Linked DNA regions of Sus scrofa: all the other regions are linked to region 3. Evidence: chromatin contacts called from public HiChIP or PLAC-seq data. All regions are on one chromosome and are shown on one strand. The core of a region is the stretch at or near the end of the contact, and the rest is flanking DNA. Distances in the headings are between cores, read along the strand shown.

Evidence for each region. HiChIP or PLAC-seq counts read pairs in DNA pulled down with a chosen protein or histone mark.
Region 1: an H3K27ac HiChIP or PLAC-seq map of alveolar macrophages shows a contact between it and region 3. The contact joins two enhancer-like sites. A contact is called at or near these places in 2 of 47 Hi-C or Micro-C datasets (embryonic fibroblasts and mesenchymal stem cells) and 1 of 2 datasets of contacts at active chromatin or transcription factors (alveolar macrophages).
Region 2: an H3K27ac HiChIP or PLAC-seq map of alveolar macrophages shows a contact between it and region 3. The contact joins two enhancer-like sites. A contact is called at or near these places in 1 of 47 Hi-C or Micro-C datasets (embryonic fibroblasts) and 1 of 2 datasets of contacts at active chromatin or transcription factors (alveolar macrophages).

The regions. Positions count from the first base shown.
Region 1 is chr1:217,634,228-217,636,927 of Sscrofa11.1, forward strand. The region is part of intron 1 of GLIS3 (zinc finger protein GLIS3); the gene reads left to right. Among named protein-coding and RNA genes, the nearest start is that of GLIS3, 63 kb to the left of the region's middle. Within about 2 kb of position 1,319, at least 7 of the 83 cell types and tissues checked have an H3K27ac peak or open chromatin away from gene starts, as enhancers often do. A contact at or near this core is called in alveolar macrophages, where this site is marked.
Region 2 is chr1:217,717,781-217,720,480 of Sscrofa11.1, forward strand. All of the region lies in intron 2 of GLIS3 (zinc finger protein GLIS3), which reads left to right. Among named protein-coding and RNA genes, the nearest start is that of GLIS3, 150 kb to the left of the region's middle. Within about 2 kb of position 1,356, at least 17 of the 83 cell types and tissues checked have an H3K27ac peak or open chromatin away from gene starts, as enhancers often do. A contact at or near this core is called in alveolar macrophages, where this site is marked.
Region 3 is chr1:218,080,667-218,083,366 of Sscrofa11.1, forward strand. All of the region lies in intron 8 of GLIS3 (zinc finger protein GLIS3), which reads left to right. Among named protein-coding and RNA genes, the nearest start is that of RFX3, 260 kb to the right of the region's middle. Within about 2 kb of position 1,410, at least 14 of the 83 cell types and tissues checked have an H3K27ac peak or open chromatin away from gene starts, as enhancers often do. A contact at or near this core is called in alveolar macrophages, where this site is marked.

The DNA of each region.
Region 1 (2,700 bases), core at 69-2,568, 450 kb before region 3:
TGTTCATGAATATGGCAAGATAAAGGCAAGAATAATATGCCTGCTCAGAAGAGTGGAATAGAGTTTTTATGCTACTTTATGTTCTCTATGTTCTAATAAAGGAGTAGATTAGGAGGAAAAGACCAGGAAGCACACAACTGTAATTAAACTGGTTCCACAAGACACAAAGCTTAGGGTTCATGACTTTATGATCACACCTTTCTTAGTCTATATTTATTCAGCAATAAATGACAAACATAGGATATGATATATAAATATATAATTATATATTTCATTTATACTATATTTCTAAGTGTAAATGAGCAGTGCAGTTTGATAAGTATAAATATAATAAATATATATGTATGTATATGAAAAATCAATATGTAAGACACATACAGTGTGAAAAATCTAAAAGTACAGGTGTAATATAAAATATTCTGTGTATCTACAAGGGCTGGGGAGAGTTCAAAGATAAATTAGACATATTCCCAAATTTAATGAAATTAAAATTTAGATAGAAAGTGAAACAGGCAGATAACAGTAAGGCAATGTAGAAAGTAAGGAGTGTACATCCTTCTATGTATCAGGCACTGTGCTAAACTAGTAACATGCATTATGTCATTTAATATTCTGTAATGTTATGAAATAGGTATAATTGTGTAATTCTCATCATTTTACAGATCAGAAACAGATTAAGAGAGGATCAGGGAAGGCCTAAGGTGGGCTGGACCTGGAGGATGAATAGGATCTGGATTTGGTGAAAAAGAAGGCAAAAGGAGGGAGGTGTGGAAAGACCACTTAATTTGACTCTAAGGGAGTATCTAGGATGAACAGAAAGGAAGATCCAATCATGTTCTACTTTGGGAACAAAATTAGGAGATTTGTCTGTAGAAATTGAATCATGAAAGCTCTAAGTATTTGCCAGCAGTGTTTAAGTAATGAAAACTGGTAAGGCCATTCTTGTCTGACATGAACTCTTCAAGACCAAAAATGGGAACAACTGCACATTCCTTCTGGTGCAGCAAGCCTTGATGAACTGCAGATGGGAAGACAGACTGCAGTGCAAGATCAGAACCTGTTCCAGGCTTCTTGATAAGAGATCAGATTTTCTCACTGTCAGTTATTTCTGGAGTTCTGAGCCATATCTATGAAGTTTCATTTCTAGACCTGCTAAATACTGTACACAGAAAACTAACCAGATCCCAGAGCAATGTATGAATTCTTGTTATTCCTGTGTGTGAAGAAGTGGATTAATGTTTTCCCAACCTTTGCAGCATGACCAATAGATTCCACTTCTGTCTGTAACTTGACTGAGTCATTCATGTAGGTTTTTTTTTTTTAAATAAATATGTTGTCATGTTGGTTAAGGGCCTAGTCATTGTTGTGGACGTTCATACTTCTGCAGTGATGTCAGTGAATATAAATTAACTTGTATAAAACTTCTGTCTACCAGCAGCTAAAAATAGTTACATTGGTCACTTTTAAGCAATAACTGACTATACAGAAGGAAAGAAATCAGTTACACATGTGATAGGGACAATTTAATGTACTTGAATATTTGGTTTAATGAGTACTAAATTAAGTTTATTTCTAGAATCTTCCATAGGTAGGTGTTTATTACTCTTTAAAAGGATTATGATTTTTAGCTTTACAAATAGCTGTGCACATGGACTGAGAAGTTATTTATACACACTAGATAACAGAGAATGGACTTTCATTTGCTGTATTTTATAGCATATGTATCTCCTTGTGTGAGATTTTTTTTTTTAAGAAAAATATCTCCAGCCAGTTACTTTTATACTCTGAAGAAGCCTTTGTGTCTCAAATCATGGCCATGTGGTATTCACTCTTCACAGTTCAGGTAATTAATTCAGTGGTGACATCATAGTGAATGCGTTCATTTTTCCATTTCAAATTCCTCTTCATAGGATCTGATGGTTAACTCACATTATGAACATATTTTAAAAAACTCAGTTCTCAAAGGCAATTATGTGTTAATTTAAATTTTCCCTCCTTTAGCATTTTATGAATGAAGTTTTATTCCAAGGAGGATCATCTACCCTCTGCAACAAGGAAGATCTAAAATGGTCAGTCATTTTGATCTTGATTTTATTAGTTAGTTGGTTAATATCTACACAGCACAACTGATTAATCGATACTAAATAAAAGACAAAGTGAAAGATAACAGTGATAAGAGTGTAGCTTTGTGTTATTTAATCCTTATTTTTCATAAAGCTAAAAATGTCATACATTTAGATCTTCCTTTCATTACAGCTATATTTTGTAATTTATTTTACTTTAGCTGTTCAATTCTCTTTGTATCTATAGCTGTTCTTGGTAGGTACCTGGATAGGCAGATAGTTCAAATGCTTTTATAGCTATAGTTCTTGTATGTTTTTTACTGTAATCCACCAGAAAATACATTTTTATCTTACTCAGAACACACTATATGCATATAGCTATGTAGACATGTATACCAATAAATCACTGAAATAGAACAGTTCTTAACCATTAATGTATTTGATGCACATTGATAGCTTCCTTCTGTTTTATTTCACTTGGTTATAATTCATTAAAAAATGTTTTTGCGGAGTTCCTGTCGTGGCGCAGTGGTTAACGAATCCGACTAGGAACCATGAGGTTGCGGGTTCAGTCCCTGCCCTTGCTCAGTGGGTTAAAGGATCCGGCATTGCCGTGAGCTGTGGTGTAGGTTGCAGA
Region 2 (2,700 bases), core at 106-2,605, 360 kb before region 3:
ATTTATGAGTGCCAGTACCATACCCAGGCATTATGACAATCTCTGAGACCTCATGTTCTTCCATATGTCCCAAGGGAAGGTATCACAGACCAATGCTGAGAACCTTTAGGACGGAGCACTGATGTAGGGTAAATGTGTGGATTCTAGGTGAACTAGGTGACTCTCAGTAGAAGCAATATTATCTCTTTGAGCTGAACATCTTCATCTTATAAAATGAGGGGAGAGGATTAGATCAGGTGACTCCAAAGTAGAGGACATGCATCCGTTTTAGTGCAGGAAGAAAATACATACTTTAATCTGTTTTTCATTTTCTTTTAAAATGACACTTTTGTGTATGTTTTATAATGTACCTCACATTGACAGCATGGGTACATAATTTTTATAAAAAAAGAATGTACATTAATGATTGGCTTGCTCAGTGGTGTTCTACTGAAGGGGTGCACCATCAGAGAAGTTGGGGATCCTATTACTGTTCTGGCAGCCTAAGTTTGGAGAAGGAATGTCACAAGAGTTGGAGACTTTCTAGCTATGGATTCACCTCTGCTGAAGGGCATACAAGGTGATGAACATCAGTGTTACCAAGCAGAAGCCCCCCACAGAGCTTCATCTCCCGGCATGCGAAGATTGCCATAGTGCTTTGGGCAAAAAACCTATGTATTTCCTCGTCACATAGAGCCAGAATTTGTAAAAACTGGAAAGCCACTGGGGTTTTTCAAATAAGCCTTTACTCAAGTGTGGAAAATACTCTTCCCCAACAGAAAATTTGATTCACACTTTACAAAGAGTATGGGGACATGGTTAAATTGCATAATCACCACTTACAAAAGGGCCCTGAGTAGAAATGGCCTCTTCCTATCCTGCCGAGTTCCGCTGGAGCAGAATGGCATACTTGTTTTCAAACACTCATGCTACACCACGTTGAGCAACTTAGTAGACTTTATATTCTTAAGACCACTCTTTGGAAGCTGCTCAGAGCCATGGTTCTTACTCAGTCCCCTTTCCATTGACGTCAGGCTGAACTGCAGGGAGACCAGAAGTTGTCCATGGCTGTTGCACTCCCAAGATCTAAAATAGAAATCTTTTCCATCCTTCATTCCAAATCATGTTAATTATCAGTTCTCCTTTTGTCATTTAATAGGGGGAATGTGTACTTGGTAGTCATATAAAGAAGCCATATTTTAGAAATCAGCTAGTTTCTTAGATTACTTATGTGTGGCAGGAATCTGCTTTGACAAATAAAAGCTTTTATCCCCAGGGAGTGAACTAAAAAGAGAACTGCAGGCATGCTTAGGCTTGCACTTGGCAGGAAAGAAGGTTAATGTGACGTTAATAGAATAGAAGTAACTTTGCTATTGGTGAACAGAATGGTTATTGAGTCACCCACACTAACTGTGCTGTTTTAAGCACCCTGTCATTGCCCCCAGCTTTGCTCAAGGGACATATAGTATTTCTGTGACTGTTAAGGTTGGAAGTACTTTACTTTAGCCAGATAAAGCAAAATTAGAATTGTAAAATCACTGACCTAAAAGCAATCTTAACAAATCATTCCATTTGCTTTCCTGTCTCATGCTTTGCTCAGAGGCAGTGAAGTACAGTGGTTATGGGTATAGACTCTGGGTTAGGCTTCTGTCTCTGAATACTTCCTCTTTTGGTAATTATGTGTATGGCAGGCTGCTGTCTCTGAATGCTTCTTCTTTTACTCATTATGTATTTGGCCTTGAGCAACCTGTTTATGCACTTCATGCTGCTGTTTCATCATCTGCAATGCAGCACAGTGTGAAAAATAATGCTTATGTCACATCACTGCTGTGAAAATGAAATAATATCCATGAAGGTCTTACTATGTGTAATTCACATAGTAATATGTTAACTATTATTATTAACTATTATTAACTTTGAATAGGAATAATCACTAATCACAGATTTGTAACTTATCTCTAAATTAATCTGTAAGCATCATTTTGAGATAAAGGCATAATGGAAAAAAACACACATATTAATTCTACAAATGTTTCTTTGAGTTTACGTAGGTCTGGCAGTGGCAACTTCCCCTCCCTATAGTAGAGGAACTTGGGGGCAACTATGGATTTAGTGTTAGATCATAAAATTGAATTGGGTTATAGAAAGACATTTTTGATTTTTCTTCACAAATCATTAGGAATTGGAAGTGTGACCTGGAGGTAGAGAATGAATGCAGTGACTTTCTAAGTGCTCTCTGGTCTTAGATTCTGTAATTATTTTCAAAGGGCAAATTGTTTTCATAGGTTCCTGGCACCTCTGTTTCCACAAAAAAATTTGTATTTGGTTTCTGTGGACCTGAATGTCCAAACAAGAATGCTAAAGTTGTTTGTCAGTATCAAGGATTTGGTCTCTCCTGGCTTTCTCTCAGTGCAATATGCCAAGTCTCTACCTTAAAATGTGAAACTATGTTAATCTCTCAATTGTACCCAGATTTGACAGGTCACATTTCAATAGACTGTTAAACAGTTCAGCTTTGAAGTAAATTGACCCAGAGTTCATATCTATCAGAAATCTTCATTCAGGCATTAATGCAATTCTGCATTTTTCATAGATATTTCATTTGTAGACGGTTCAAACTCATTTGACTTGAGATTTTGAGACATGAGACACATGGTTCTTCTAGCCCAGTGATATACTATGGGAGAGATTATGAAGTATTTTGTTATTTCAGTGACCTCA
Region 3 (2,700 bases), core at 160-2,659:
GAGCCTCTGATGTGCTTTCTATCTATAAGAGCCAAGAACCCTTCTCTAACTGTGAATTTTTAAATATATGTTGTTTCTTTTCATTCATTTCTGTAGCCAGTTGTTGAGTCTCATCTTCAAGAGAAGATACAGAAAATTCCTTTGTGGTTACTACATTAATAACATGACATCCTGAAGATGAAGATAAAAAAAAGCGCATATAAACAGCACATGTTATTACTGACCAGACCACTACCCAGCTAGTTTCTTTTCAAATTTATGGACTATATTGACTTCTGAGGCCTCATTTGGCAGTGGCTCTCAAAGCTACCTGGCCATACTTGGCAGGAGTACTACATTTAAAGTTAGTTCTAAAAGTTCCTCTGATGTTGTCAAGAGACTCGGGTTTGTAGTTTGAGCCCATGAGAAAAGCATGGAAGGAGCTGTTTTTTTTAATCTACCTATACATCTATTTCTCATGTTTAGACAAAAATAACACTTTTTTCCCTTACTTCTCATCTGGTGTTCTCATTACACTCTCTTCTGAATGTTTTTCTTTCATCTAATGCATTCTGTTGGAAAGCAGACTCAACTCTATGCCCAACACCATGCTGAATGAGAGAAAGTCTTCCCTTTGCCGCAGGACCATGAGTTAATCCCTTTGCTTTGACCTACTCAGAGCTGCCCAAGGGATGATATCATTACAGTTTTTTTTTTTTTTTCACAGCAGAATTTTTGACCTCAGATGTCTAAGACCGCTCTGGATAAATTTTCTTCTGGTTGGCGCTTTTTTGTAAAGAGGACTTGGCATAATCAGTTTTTTCTTTCCTCTCTCCTCATCACGTCAGATTCTGAAATAGACAAACAACTGAGTCACGGCCAATTCTGCAGTCAAGATATTCCAAAAAACCCAGCTCTTGGTTAAATGTGTCCTGCATAATTCATTTCTGTAACATCCTCTTCCTTTTGTATTTACACAGGGGAGAAATAGTGTGATGTCCTGGGCCCTGTTTCAGTTTATACTAGAAAAAAGTACACTTTTTTGCCTTGGGCATCGATTACTTTGCTTTCGTAACTTATAACTTACTCCCTAAACCCAAGCGGAGAAATGTTCCTTCAGAACCTTTATCCTTTATATTTCCCACGCTCACTCATTATAATAGATACATGCCTTCTTTAAAAGCCTGTGATCATTTTGCCTATGGCCAGCTTCACAGCCCTCATTTTGTCATGCTCTGCAAAGGCTTGGGCAATCACTTCTGAGTCGTAGTCTTGCCCAGCATGATGAATTATTTGCAGTTAATATTGACCCAGACTCTTGTAAGGAGAAGGAAATACTCAGCACTTGCAGGGGATGGATTCAGCTCTTTGACTAGTTTGGAACAGAGTCCTCACATGGACATTCAGCTCTTGGCCTGCTTTGGTCCTGCCCAGATGGACAGTGTTGCAATTACCCACACTTCCCCAAGGCCATTTCTTCATTACTGAAAGCTGGTCTTGATTGTCTCAGAAGCAGAATTCAGTTTGCAGTTCCCCCAGTAACGTGCTGTGATTCATTCGGGGACAAATCTGGATTGAACTGAGTCCAAGTGTCTCTTTTGTGAGACAGAAGGGAAGTATAAGTAGATACTATAGTCACCCAGATGAGTCAGCCAGGAATTCATGAAGTGATTCATAAATCGTTATAAAGACCACTAAAGTCTACTAAAATGGAGCGCTGTCTGGCTATACAAAGTGGGGTATTATCATTGGGGGGGTTTTTTAGATGTTAAATCAGATGTGAAATCCTTAAAACTGTGCTTTTCTTCTTAGGTTTTTGAAAAGGATTCCTTTTTTTCCCCTCTGCAGTCAGCCAACTGCTAAAGCCATTTTTCATTGATTAGTTTTCACAGATGGATTTTAAAACCCACTATAGATGATACCCCACAATTCTTTGGGGGAATAAAGAATACCTTCCCAAGTCTACCATAGACAAGTTTCTATTCATTATTTCTACCCTCTGGCAGTAAATCAATAATATTTTTCATATAAAAACAATGAAACAAGCTGTTCTGCTGCATTCTTCCTTCTCTAAGAGGTCTGTAAACTCCTATGGAAGAAAGAAAGGGGAAGAACTATTCAAAGCACATATCAACCAACATTTAATCTAGTTGATCATGTAGACACCTCTTTTCCAAGTGTTAATCCCCCAAAGCAGTGCTTAAACACAGTCCCACATAGCTTGCTAGTCTTCCTTGCATATGCAGTATAAATGATGAAAAATGAGACAGATTTATGACATGGGCTTGGATTGCAACACAATAAATAAATACTTTGTATTTATAGACAAGGGAAAGAGTACACCTTAAAGGAGTTGTCCAGTTGGAAAAACTAAAGGTATAAGCCTGATGTGGGCACAAAGATTCCCAGTGTGAAGTGAGCACGTCCACCAAAGCAAACTGGGAAACACTCACATTGTCGTATTTTCTGAAAGCAGTAGGTTGCTGTTACCCTATCTCAGTCAGCTGGTGATGAGTATTAAAACCTCAGGTGCCCACAGGTCCTCAGGTCCTCTTCCATCCTCCCCCATCCGACTCCTCTACCTTGCTTTGCATCTCCACTAGAGAGCATCTTACCTTATTGGGATAAAGTGGTAAATGGAAAACTAGCTGTGCGAACTTGGCTTGCCTTTTGTCATCTAGGTAAGGTGGTACTCCATTGCCCTCCAGTTTGAACATCCTA